Regions from separate parts of the Arabidopsis thaliana genome. Here region 2 is linked to region 1. The links are chromatin contacts, called in public capture Hi-C maps. All regions are on one chromosome and are shown on one strand. Each heading gives the region's core, a stretch centred on a gene start, on an enhancer-like site or on the middle of the called end of the contact. The rest is flanking DNA. Distances are from core to core; before and after follow the strand shown. Region 1 holds the start of AT1G52140 (Avr9/Cf-9 rapidly elicited protein). Region 2 holds the start of AT1G52430 (Ubiquitin carboxyl-terminal hydrolase-related protein).

The links. Capture Hi-C pulls out chosen DNA fragments and counts their contacts.
Region 2: a contact with region 1 is called in a capture Hi-C map of seedling, with 2.5 times the contacts expected there. The contact joins the promoter of AT1G52430 here to the promoter of AT1G52140 in region 1. A contact is called at or near these places in 1 of 26 Hi-C or Micro-C datasets (shoot) and 1 of 3 other capture datasets (seedling).

The regions. Positions count from the first base shown.
Region 1 is chr1:19,405,006-19,412,001 of TAIR10.1, reverse strand. AT1G52140 (Avr9/Cf-9 rapidly elicited protein) reads left to right here and starts at 3,683. Exons shown (of 1, transcript NM_104095.3): 1 at 3,683-4,743. The coding sequence starts at 3,817. The coding sequence ends at 4,443. It overlaps ATHB-15 (Homeobox-leucine zipper family protein / lipid-binding START domain-containing protein), which reads left to right. Exons shown (of 18, transcript NM_104096.3): 10 at 1-92; 11 at 180-369; 12 at 455-631; 13 at 719-799; 14 at 883-1,017; 15 at 1,094-1,419; 16 at 1,512-1,617; 17 at 1,714-1,863; 18 at 1,943-2,314. The coding sequence ends at 2,089.
Region 2 is chr1:19,533,051-19,540,046 of TAIR10.1, reverse strand. It overlaps AT1G52430 (Ubiquitin carboxyl-terminal hydrolase-related protein), which reads left to right and starts at 3,625. Exons shown (of 13, transcript NM_104121.2): 1 at 3,625-6,026; 2 at 6,111-6,239; 3 at 6,328-6,441; 4 at 6,611-6,660; 5 at 6,735-6,877; 6 at 6,968-6,996. The coding sequence starts at 4,092. AT1G52440 (alpha/beta-Hydrolases superfamily protein) reads right to left here and starts at 1,226. Exons shown (of 8, transcript NM_104122.2): 1 at 1,214-1,226; 2 at 774-879; 3 at 532-568; 4 at 403-442; 5 at 1-53. The coding sequence starts at 1,226.

The DNA.
Region 1 (6,996 bases), core at 2,434-4,933:
ATAGCTCAGGAGGTTACTCAGACTAATAGTAGTGTTAATGGGTGGGGACGGCGTCCTGCTGCCTTAAGAGCTCTCAGCCAGAGGCTAAGCAGGTTTATATACAATTACGATTTGCCTCTTCTTATTGGTGGGTTTGTGTCCTTTATATTTGCCTCTTCTTATAAAATTTTTCCCTACAGAGGCTTCAATGAAGCTGTAAATGGTTTCACTGATGAAGGATGGTCAGTGATAGGAGATAGCATGGATGATGTCACAATCACTGTAAACTCTTCTCCAGACAAGCTAATGGGTCTAAATCTTACATTTGCCAATGGCTTTGCTCCTGTAAGCAATGTTGTTTTATGCGCAAAAGCATCAATGCTTTTACAGGTCAGTGCACCATTTTTTTTATAGATCAACTGATGATTGTTTCAACACTTTTTCACCTTCTTTTTATGGGATTTTGCACCTACAGAATGTTCCTCCGGCGATCCTGCTTCGGTTTCTGAGGGAGCATAGGTCAGAATGGGCTGACAACAACATTGATGCGTATCTAGCAGCAGCAGTTAAAGTAGGGCCTTGTAGTGCCCGAGTTGGAGGATTTGGAGGGCAGGTTATACTTCCACTTGCTCATACTATTGAGCATGAAGAGGTTAGTTTAATTTTCTTCGATGAACTTAATGTTTTTCTTTTATCTCCATAATATAAGTTGAATAATGGTTGGTTTTTTTTCATTCAGTTTATGGAAGTCATCAAATTGGAAGGTCTTGGTCATTCCCCTGAAGATGCAATCGTTCCAAGAGATATCTTCCTTCTTCAAGTAAGTACTTTAGGTTGTCTATTTTGCATAAGGTTTTAATGTTGGTCTCTAGTACCTGAAATAATTTTTTTTTTGGTTATTAGCTTTGTAGCGGAATGGATGAAAATGCTGTAGGAACCTGTGCGGAACTTATATTTGCTCCAATCGATGCTTCGTTTGCGGATGATGCACCTCTGCTTCCTTCTGGTTTTCGTATTATCCCTCTTGATTCCGCAAAGGTAAATAAAAGTTATGTTTTCTGTCCAAGTCTTCTATTATTCAGATTCTTAAGCTTTTCTTGAACCAAAAAAGCAGGAAGTATCTAGCCCAAACCGAACCTTGGATCTTGCTTCGGCACTGGAAATTGGTTCAGCTGGAACAAAAGCCTCAACTGATCAATCAGGAAACTCCACATGTGCAAGATCTGTGATGACAATAGCATTTGAGTTTGGTATCGAGAGCCATATGCAAGAACATGTAGCATCCATGGCTAGGCAGTATGTTCGAGGTATCATATCATCGGTGCAGAGAGTAGCATTGGCTCTTTCTCCTTCTCATATCAGCTCACAAGTTGGTCTACGCACTCCTTTGGGTACTCCTGAAGCCCAAACACTTGCTCGTTGGATTTGCCAGAGTTACAGGTATAAACCAAACTATCAAATATGTTCTAATTTTCCCACCAAATCAACAATGTTTAGTTTACTAAGATGACTCATTTACCCATTGATAATAGGGGCTACATGGGTGTTGAGCTACTTAAATCAAACAGTGACGGCAATGAATCTATTCTTAAGAATCTTTGGCATCACACTGATGCTATAATCTGCTGCTCAATGAAGGTAACAAACACAATGTTAAACACATAAATGTGTATTCGATAGGAGTACTTGACTCGTGTATTCGCTGATCTGTTTTGGGATTTGAACATCGGTTAGGCCTTGCCCGTCTTCACATTTGCAAACCAGGCGGGACTTGACATGCTGGAGACTACATTAGTTGCTCTTCAAGACATCTCTTTAGAGAAGATATTTGATGACAATGGAAGAAAGACTCTTTGCTCTGAGTTCCCACAGATCATGCAACAGGTTCTTAGAAACATTTTCTGATCTTCATTCTTATCACATATGTTTAGTTTTATCGACTTACTAGGATCTATTTTTTCAGGGCTTCGCGTGCCTTCAAGGCGGGATATGTCTCTCAAGCATGGGGAGACCAGTTTCGTATGAGAGAGCAGTTGCTTGGAAAGTACTCAATGAAGAAGAAAATGCTCATTGCATCTGCTTTGTGTTCATCAATTGGTCCTTTGTGTGAGATTTATTGTATTTTGTATTTTCAGACTAAGCTTTTGCCTTTTGGCTGTATTGTAAAACGGTCATGTTGTTGTTGTTGTTGTTGTTGTTCTTGATGTTGCTGTGAACACGTAAAACAGTGTTTTGTTTCAAAACTCAAGAAATGCTTGCTTAATTTGTAGTTTGATTAAGAGTGATAATGATGATCTTTTTCTTTTCTTGTTATTAGTACATTTTAGCTTTCTAAAGTTTTATTCGACTTCTTTACAAAGAAATTTTGCCCATCACACAATTTATCTTTTTTCCTTTCCTAAAATGTATGACAATCATTACACTCAACCATGACCATCTCTATCTGGTGTAGGTTTCCACAGCGACAAATTGGATTGTTTAGGATAAGGTTGAGAATTTTTTTTCTTATAAAGAAAAATAACCAGAGAGATATTAAAATCTAGACTTATCTTTGGAAGTTCTGAAGAATTCGATATTTATGGTGTTTATAGGCTAACTCTATAATTTTGAGCTATTCATTTTTGCTTGAGTGAACCATAAAGTTGGTTCCATACTTCCATGTCTATGAAAACTTGACGAAATGAAAATTTCAAAACACGGAAATAATTCAATTTCAATCAAAGGAAAAACAACATTAATGTCGGCCATTAGTTTAGGATGAATATTGTGTGCCAATAATAGAAAAAGAGTTATTTGTTTTTAATTTGAAACTCAATATCCTCATAAAGATATTAAGAAAAGGATGCAGCAATTATTTAACACATAAAGCAAGACCTATAAAATCCGTATATAGATATTATGGCTATCATACATAGTGCAATCTAAAGTACAAAAAAAAGTTGATATTTAAGAGTTTATTATAGCTCTCTTCCACCTTAAATTGTATTTTTGTTTCTACTTTTCCATTATTTGAGTTGAGTAATATTATCTGAGTCTTACCAGTGGTTACATGTTTGTACGTATTCAGAAAAATTCGTGATTAGATGTTTGTTTTAATGATCGTATGATAATGACATATTGACATAGTAGGCATGTCGATTTGATACCGTATGAATCAGAATCCCTAAGCCTACCTAACTTGATTACATCTAAATATCCTAAAAAATATATTAGATTTTGTATAGCTATCGTAATTTCATTCTTAGAACAATTCATGCATATTGCATGCGGACGTTGACACTAACTTGCTAGATGCATGCAAACGATTCACTTCGATTCAATATTAATTTATTCGAGTATTAGTTCAATTTCATTCATGGTAACTCATTGTGAACACACTGAATGGTTATATATTTTTACCCGATTCTCATTTATTAAAAATTATATATATCGGAATATCGGATAAAACCTTGCAAGAAAACTACTTAGTACTTACCCTAGAATCTTGATTATTTCTAATTTTAATCAGAGGCTGCAATAATTCCTACATAGCTAGTGTTTTTTCTTCTTCTTTAAAACCATGAAATCTAAGATACAACAATTGGTCCTTGTTCATTATATTTGTTTTTCTTTTAAAGTTACATGGATGCAATAATTATGCTCCAATAGTAATACATAAGCTTTTGCTTTGTCTTTCAAATCTTTTTATAATCTTTGCACGTTTTAGTACCACTCTCTCTCTCTCTCTTTCGTCCTTTATAAACCCCTCACATTTCTTCTCCTTAGCTCATAAGTAATCAAATTCCAAAAAAAATAAAATAATACAAATCTCTCTTTTTCTCTCTAAAAAATCTTGATATGGATCAAAACGTACCAATAAGCAAGAAGCTATGGAACATCGTACGTTTTCTCTTGTACATGATCCGCAAAGGCGTCTCAAAAAACAAACTCATCGCTGACTTCAACGCCACTCTCAAACGTGGCAAGAACCTCATGTTCCACCAACGTCGTCGTGTCCACGCCGGTTCCACCGCCTCAGCCGCTCTAAACGCTACTTCAGCCACCGCGTCATCGCGACAAGAGTACGAGTTTAGCTGCAGCAACACTCCAAACTATTCATTCCCTTTCTCTAATATGGCTTTCATGAGGAAAAAGAGTCACAATAATCTCTTCACGTGTGGTCAAACGCCTCAGACGCTTGACGACGACGTAGCCGCCGCTAGAGCCGTTCTTGAGCTTCTTAACGGCGTTGGAGAGAAAGGAAACGTCACGCCGGCAGATTTAACGGTGGCTTTGTCTCCTTATTTCCCCGGTTTTGGACAGACTCCATTGGTTAGACCGTTAAGAGTAACGGACTCACCGTTTCCGTTAACGCCGGAAAATGGTGATGTGGCTAATGGACACGTTGACAAAGCAGCTGATGATTTTATAAAGAAGTTTTATAAGAACTTGAATCAGCAGAAAAAAATGATTGAGTTCAGCTAAATATTAATCCGAATTGTGTGTATCTTCGTCATATTTCTCTTCTTCCTTAAATATTTTTTTACCCTTTTTTCTTTCTTTCTTTTTTTTCTCTCGTTTTGTGCTGATTAAAATCCAAAGATGTAATGATATTTTGGGGGGTTTTTATTTTCGATTCCTAACACAATTGGATATTATGAATAAAAAAATATCATCGGTTCTATTAGTAAAATATGTATTGTTATGTGGAATTTGCAGTGACGAAAGCAAAGTTAATCCTAATGAAAATTAATCAATCTCTGAATCAACAAACTTTCATAACGACACCAAAATTTGTTGCAATTAAACTAGTAATTGTATTTTCTAATGAAAACTTTTTTTTCCCACTATCCATTATGTTACACACTTCAACAAGAGATCTCTCTAGCTTTAACTTAAAAGTAGTAAATTTAAAACTATCTAACACTTTGAAATGAAGTTATAAGCAATTTTTTATTAATTAAATGTGATGACTGTAATATCTTTATCTACTATATATAATTTAAATACTTATATTTCAATAAAAACAGATATGAATCCAATAATATTTTTATTGAATAGCCTGATGACATACTAAAAATTTCAAAATTTATTTTTGTAAGTGACAATCATTATAACGATATGCAAAAATTTATTCTTATTTTATCATATGACTTTAAATTTGATTTTGTATCTGTTTTGTTGTCTCAAATAAAGACATATATAGGTACATGTGTATTATTCTCCGTATCGTCCTTTCATTAGTATCTACCATTTCGTACGGCTTGAATCTTATTAGGGTTTTAATCAATTGCTTGTAATGACCCCAAAATAGACCCAAGAGGTTTACATTTTCTTATTTGCAGATTACTTTATTACATCTCTATATATTTTTGTTTTTAACCACCTCGAGTTTACAATCTCATACAAAAGCCCGAATTTTTGTATAATGATTATATGAAGTTTACGGTAGTTTAATATTTGCAGAATCACTTTAAATAAACATTAACGCACTGAAAACATGCTAAGAAATTTTTTCTTGTTGTAATATATTTTGATATACACCTTTAGTGAAATGAAACATGAAGTTATAAAGAGGACATTGCAAGCTGTTTGGCTCTTTCCCTAAAGCAAAAGAGAGAAAAGTGCTTTGGTTTCCAGCTTTTTTTCTTTAATTTCCTTTTACATCTTTTAATTTTCTTAATAATATATTCACAAGTTTGAGTTCCTAGTCATAGCAATAAGCCAATTACGTATCAAAACAACAACTCTACCACTACCAAGAAAAAAGCTTATATATGACAGAGTCAATAAAAACTTCTGTAGTAAGTCACTATTTTTCATCTTTTTAGATTCTAAAAATCCAGAATGAAGATCAAGGTTCTAAGAAATTCTTTCCTTAGTTGGGAAATAAAAGTGATTAAGACAAGTATACAATTATACATGTGTTTGATACAAAAACATCATCTATAAAGTTCGGTCCGGTCCTAAGATGACTATAAGATTTTCCGAGTTTTTACGAGTATATTTTTGAGAAAAAAACATAATTATAAGTTTTTAAAATCTCTTAAAAATAATGAATATATGTATAAAATGAGCCAATGAAACCACACTAATATTCATCAAACACAACTTAATTTAAAATAAAAGTTTAAAACCGAATAAATTGTTTAAAACTATACCAAATAAAACATAAAACACAATATTTCAAACTACATTATGTTGTAGAGCCAATATTTGAATCCGCTTTAATGCATTCTAAAATCTTCGTCTGCTTCAATATATTTTAATCACTGTAAAATGTTTTTGGAGAAAGAACGTTTTATTATTAATGCTAATTGAAGATTATATATGCTGTCCTAATCGTTTATGTATATTATACCTTTTTATATATTCGATATAAATTAGCTAAAACTATTTTCTAAAATGGGGATGGTGGAGACCATAGAAACACAAAACACAATATTAGCTAAAACTATTTTCTAAATTGTTTAAAACTATACCAAATAAAACATAAAACACAATATTTCAAACTACATTATGTTGTAGAGCCAATATTTGAATCCGCTTTAATGCATTCTAAAATCTTCGTCTGCTTCAATATATTTTAATCACTGTAAAATGTTTTTGGAGAAAGAACGTTTTATTATTAATGCTAATTGAAGATTATATATGCTGTCCTAATCGTTTATGTATATTATACCTTTTTATATATTCGATATAAATTAGCTAAAACTATTTTCTAAAATGGGGATGGTGGAGACCATAGAGTACCAATAGAGAAGAGCTATCAGAAGTTAGTATTGACCGGAACTAATCTAGAATTGTGAAAATTATACACACACACACACACATACTAATTCGAGTACAGCTGAAACATTTCAATAGAAAAAATACCCAATGATTTAAGAGAGAGCTGCATTTTAAATTGTTACTTGGAGGACTACGATGAAGTTATAAGTTATTTGGATAATCTAGCTCATGTAGCAGCTTTTATGCTGGCAGGGCCTTTTTAGGGTTTGGTTGAACATGTGTGAGAGACATACTTTCAAATGATTT
Region 2 (6,996 bases), core at 2,376-4,875, 130 kb before region 1:
AAAGTGGAGAGCTACTGCTGCACCCATTCCTAAACCTCCCACTCCTTTTATGACTATATACAAAATAAAGTTTTAGTCATTGAGTAGCTGTAACTAGTCACAGATTAGATATATGTTAATTAAGCATATTCAAAAAGGGAAAAGCCCACTTAATATATGTATATAAAGATTGGTAAGACCATTTTTTTAATTTTTGTTAAAGTCCCAAATAATTATGGGTCGATATTAGGTCACTCTACATTACCATTTTTTTAATTTTTGTTAAAGTCCCAAATAATTATGGGTCGATATTAGGTCACTCTACATTACCATTTTTTTAATTTTTGTTAAAGTCCCAAATAATTTTGTGACATCAAATAATGTTTACAAGAAAACTGATGAGTATAAGCCATTTTATCTCACATGAATCGGGGAACACGAGAGAGGGACATATCCATTTGACCTGTATGTCAAAAAAATTATTCGTGATGTTAACAAAATTAATAGCTATTAGTGGGTTTTAATTAACATAAAATGTTCATGGATACTTACATTTTTAAGATTCAATTGTTCCACAAACTGAAGTGAACTGCAAAAAGAATATAAACATAATAAGAGAAACAACGAAATAAAATAAAAATTAAAAGTTAAGAAGCGAAGATAAAGTTTCTATAATTAATGTAAGAAAATATTTCGTTCATATGAGACGAATTTTTTTCTTTCATAATTAACTTGGATTAGATCAAATGAAAGATATGAAACAATACAAACAAGTCATGTGGTATAAATGTTACTCAGAGGAACGCTCATCCTTATCATGCAGCCATACTATAATGACTCTATGCTCTCCTTTAGGTTGCACAACAAAACCAGGTTCATCTGCTCTGTTGTTTCTACTATCTGCAAAGATTTTACCATAGAAAAACGTCATTAACCAAACAAAATTGTTTGAGAGTAGTAGCCCACAACTTTAATAAAAACTAAAAAAAATAGTTATTTTATTTATTGAAGATTTCTTTTATTCGTGCGAAAATTTCAGAGTTGCACATTATATTGATGGGAAATGGAAGAGAATGAAAAGGAGAGCAATGTGCAAATATACACCAAAGAGTGATGTTGAATATCTAAGAGAAAATATACATCACAAAAGCAACGAGAAAAGAAGACAATATACACCAACGAGAAAACAATAAACTAACATAACATGGAAAATCAAGAAGGAAACAAGACATACCAGAAGCCGCCATGTTTTTATGAGAAGAACTTGAAAATAGTCTTTTTTCTATACTCAGCCGATTTTTGTTCTATATTTTGAGAGGAGTTTTGGAAAAGCAGTGATGGTGAAAATATGTGACGAACAATGTGTATTTATACACCCAAAAAAGCAAACACATGATATATTTTTCTGTTTCACTAAATCAAAATGTCAAAAATATTGGTTGGTCACTCATTAATGAAGGAAACCTAATTAATTAGATGTTTCATTATCAATATGTGCAACCAGACCTAGGTTTTAATGTTTAATTTCTTTCTAATTCTATATGAAATGATAACAAGGAAATTGAACTTATGATATCTACAGTGTACTACAGCTGGAAAGTGGAAACCAATAATATATTTCATATTATTTGTTTTAGTTTTGTTTAATCAATTGATAAAACCAACTATACATATTTGGAAAATGTTAATATGTATGAATCTCTGAACTAGTAGAGATTTTCGTTTTTTACACGTTGACTATTAATGATGGATCTTAAAAAACAATAATATATATACTTCATTTTCTAAATTACTATTTCGTAGGGCATGCACCTACACACGTATATATGAATTTTTACTAAATCGTTTTATTTTAGTTGGTATACACATTTTGGCAAAACTGTAATAGTTATGTAACCCGCAAATATTATAGATATAAATTGAGGAAACAAAAAAGAATTAAAAAACTATGAGTCGTTTCAAATGACTAAGTGAGTCATAGGAAAACTTAGTCGCATCAAATTTCTAATTGGGGCATGAGTGTGATCAAAGAATACATACACATAAAAGCAAATTACTAACAACTATGAATCCCATAACTAGTATAGAATTAAATTAAGGAAACGACAAAGAAAAAGAATCTTGACTATGAGTACAACAACTTCAAATATTTATAGGTAAGAATAAGGAATTTCAGATGACTAAGTGAGTCACGGGTGCTTTCCAAACAAAAAGAAATTTCCATCCTCATTGTGGAACACGTAAACTTTAATATTTCCTTCTTTTTTGTTTTAAGTCCCACAACTACCTTAAACCTGAATATCAATTTGGTTAGCACTTGGTATTCTTCCGTCGCACGTTTTGGTGGTTTCTAAGAAAAGTATAATAAAATTCCGGTTTGTTATAGAACAAAAAAAGAAGGTCATATAGAGTTGATCTTTTCGTTTCAAATACCATTGACAGAAAAGCTTGGAGGAACAATTTGCGAATATAATGTTGAGTTTGGTGTTTCTCGAAGCTGAACAAACCCAAGCAACAATATGCACAAGGCTAGAAGGTGGAGAGTATTATTTCAAAAGGTCAAAATGTTCGTTGGTCTCATTATCAAATTAGTGTAGTAATTAACGTTCCATCTTTGGCTTCCTAGATTACTCTTATGTTTGAAAAAACTGACTTGACAAAAGCTAAATGCTTGTTTTCTTTTTCCTGTATTGAAAAGAGGTTACCATGTACAACTTGATAACACCAACAGAAAAAAAGTGAAGAATCAAGAAGGAAAAACAATAAAAAGTCATTGCAAAAAAAAAAAATCGATTAATCTTCAACCATATATACCTAACAGATTACAAATCCCTTCTAATATGTAATAGAGATCAGAGAAATGTTTTGATGTGTAATTAAATTAAGTAAAATATCACAAAGAAAGACAAATGTCATTACTTGCACGACCTTGTGGTACAACAATTACCAAATTCGATGTGGTATACATTTTATTTTACTTGTTAATTTCCGCTTAGTGTTTTGGTTCAACAAGTTATTTAATTTCAATTTCTTAGTCTTATGATATATATATATGTATATTTTTTTTTGGTGTAAAATCACCAGCCCCAAAACAAAATCTAGCAGTACTAGCTTAGGAATTCAAATACTAAACATGGAAAGACAAATGAAGAAGAAGAAGATCTAACGAGAGGAATCTGAGTCTCTAGTCTTATGATATTATATTATTATTTGTTAACATTGACCAAAATGGCAGAATAGATGAGTTAACGTTCTAATAAAAATAAAAATATGATCATATGAATCCGTGAGCTAGTCCCAAAAAGAGATATGGACCAATCACATTTAACATGTTATCATTCTACTGTGACTAAATCAGTTTTAAATTTAAATAAGAAACAAATGTTTTTAATTGAAAATAAGAAAAATTAAATGATTTTTTAATCTATGTGGGAAAATTTTAAACATCAAATAAATTGAAAGAGAGGAAGTAATATATTTTTTAGAAATTTGAACTTAATTAATATAAGTTTCCGTTTTAATATAAAAAAAAACAATTGATACTCCAACAATGTGTAAGCAACCAATTATTTTAAAATCAAATAATTTTTAAAATGTGCATAGAATCTTTTTTTATATATAAAAAGGCGTAACAGCTGGAAGGAGGAGATTGGTTAGTGATGAAAAATGAAAAGTTTCTAATTACAAAAGACGAAGATTTGCAAAAGCTTTTAATTGTTTATGTCCCAAAGCTACTTGATTTGGTGAACCTCTGTTCTTTGATCATTTCAAGTCTGATTTTCGTTCATCCCCGACATGAATACCATTCTATATTCAAATATCTTAAGCAAAATTCGAAGATTCCCAGAAATTCTGGGTTTTCGAAGTAGTGGAGTGCTATGGATGTTGCACACAAGGTGTTCGACGAAATTTCCCAATGCTATTTTTTTATATATCATTCTTGTGTCACGTGACTCTCACGTTATAAAAGCCTTGTGTCACGTGACTCACACGTTATAAAACCCAGCTTCTTCTTCGATGCAATTCTGTTATTTTCGTTGCTTCTTTTTTTCCCGCTTCACAAATTTCTCTCTGAAGCAAGAAAGCTTAAAGAATCTTGAGAATCGTCTACAATGGAGTCTTCTTCTTCTATCACGGAGGGAAAACCCTACAAAGATGCAAATGATCACATCGCTAAAGGTAACTACATCGAGGCATTGAAGATACTTGAAGATTTGATTCGAATCCATAGAGAAGATCAAAACGCATGGCTTATTCGTATCAAACAAGGTCAAGTATTCTTAAAACTATCGCTAGAAACAGAGAACTCTGATATGGAATTCACATACTTGTTAGGTTCTGTGGGATGTTACTCGGAAGATGAGAGGTTATCACCATTTTGTGCAAATTCGCTTCACATGTTGGCCAACAAGCTTGGATCTTTGATGTACTACAAGAAGTGTTTGGTGAAAGCAAAACTAGCTTTATCTGTTACTTTCCAGGATATCACGGATCCTGTTGTTCGGCAAATACGATTCAATGAAAAACAGAAGCAGATATTGAGAATAATCAAAGATGCAGAGTCTAAGATTGCTTCTCCGGAGACTCTAGTTGCTTCTACTATGAAACAAGTCTCTAAACCAAAAGTTTTGGAGTCAGAGAAAATTCCAGAGACACGTCAGGGCGTGGTGAAAAGATTGAGGTCGTTTTGGGTGGGATTGGATGTGAAGGTCAAAAGAGACTTTATGAAAGTAAACATTGCAAAGCTTTTATCTTTTGTCGAGAGAGTCCGTTACAGAGATGGACGAGATGTTTTGGAGAACGTTCTTGCTTCTGCAAGGAAAGACATGATATGGACATTCTGGATGTGTTGTTCGAAGAGGTTCTCTAGTGCTGAGGAATGTAAGAATCATCTTGAAGAAGTACATGCTGCAGATTTTAAACCTGGTACAAAAAAGGATAAGGTCCAGAGAATAGGGAAGGACTGGGCTCGTAAGATATCAAATGGAAGTTGGGAACCAGTGGATGCAGCGGCTGCGGTTGAAATGATCAAGAATCAGCTCGCAGATGTGAAAGCGTTTGCATCTAAATGTAAGAATGGGTGGTCCAAAGAATGGCCTTTAGCTGCGGATGAAGAGCGCGGTAAGTTACTCAAGGAAATCAAATTGCTCCTTGTGTCTCTTTGTGACCATAAAACGTTATCATGCAGTGTTCGAGACTGGGTGATGTATTTTCCGGTTAAGCATCTTGAAAAACTTGAAGTCTCTGCACAGAGTCTTGTCGATTCTCTACTAGTGGAAACACCTCAGAGTATCTGTTTTTTGGAATGTCCTGAACTCAATCAGATTCTAGACTTTCTAAATAACTTAAAGTGTGAAAGGAATGATGGTGCAAAGCTGGTTAGCAGAGCAGTGGACAGTTTCTTGGATCGTACTCGGGTTAAAGAAAATATCGACTTTGACCCTCAGTTTTCATATCTGCTTCTGGATAGAAGACTGCTGAAAAGCAATAACGCTCCATGTGATGATGAAAGAACAATCAATGTTTTTGATCCCATTGCCCACTACGCCAAGGCACATGCTCAGGGAGATGATATCATACCTTGGTTATATGACAACATTTCAGTAGATAAGATCTTTCCCAAACCTATCAGGGAATACAATCTTGATATATGGCTAGCTGTTCTCAGAGCTGTTCAGTTCACATGTAGGAATCTGGAAACCAAATATACAAATCGAAAGTTGCTCTTAGGTTATGTCACAAGTCTTATGATAATCGAGAGAATATGTATGAGTGAAGATGAAAGGAGAAGGAATCTTCAGGAAGATCAGTGGATCAGATACGCATCTATTCTGTGCGATGAGTGTGAAGAGATACTCCCTGAAATTTCCGTTGATAGAAAAATATTCTTGGGTGCAGTACGAGATGTTTTGGAAGGAGCATTGCTTCCACCATTTGATGTCCCTGATTTAGATGACTGCTTGAATCTTATACGTGAGCAGAAAAGTTGTAGGGACGATAAAGTGCTGGAGTCCATAGGCCTTCTGACATTAGTGGTCACCCACAAGGTTCATTCATGACTGTAATATTCATTATTAACAACAGAGTAACATATTCATCCCAACTTAATAAATTATCGACATGACTTGCAGGTTCTTCTAATCGACTCAAAGATTTTGCTGATTGAAAATTCAAGGATTAGCTTGCTAAACAACCTCGCCAGGCTTTCTGCATTTGACAACCGCACTTATATTCTTCAACTGATGAAACCTTTCTTGCTGGTTGGTTATATATAGACAGCTTTCATTTTCTGTCTGACTTGGCCTTTATATTGTTTTTTTATATGGTTTCATATCTCTTCTCATCTAGAATGAAATAATGAATATGGAACGCAAAGCCAAGGCAGATGCAGTAGCAGCAGATCTTGCACTCGAGGAGGAGAAGAAGGCACAGTCAAAGAAGAAGAATGATAAAATAAACAAGGTCTTTCAACTAGTAATATTCTGTGAACAAGTCAATGACGTTTTCCTATCTTATTTTGATAACATATCTTCCATTTTGACTTCGTTTCCTTACTTTTAGGATTCCACTTCTCTGCTTTGTGTATACCTGTAATGTCACATTGTATTAATGAGTGATCTTGATGGTGCAGCAGAGAGCTTCAATGAGCAAGTTTAGTCCCCTTGATCAGACTGTTGAACAGTAAGTACCTTAAGAGTCATTTTCTTATGTTAATTAATTGTTTTCGGGTTTTCTCTGAGTTTTTACATGTACAGTAAACCTCCTGTCAACCTTGAACTAAAAACGGTGGAAGAAGATTCTATGGAACCAGAAAATGCTCTTGCAAGTGAGAGTGGTCCATTGGAAAGTTCATCCAAAACTCAAAATCAAGAGGAAGCTACTAAAGATGGCCCTGCAGGTTGTTTAAAAGCTTCTCAATTGATAATTAATTTGAATTGTCTTGTTTTGAGATGCATTATTCTTATATCTTTCATTCGCCATTTTCAAGAGATGCTAGACATGCCTAAAGAAGATTCA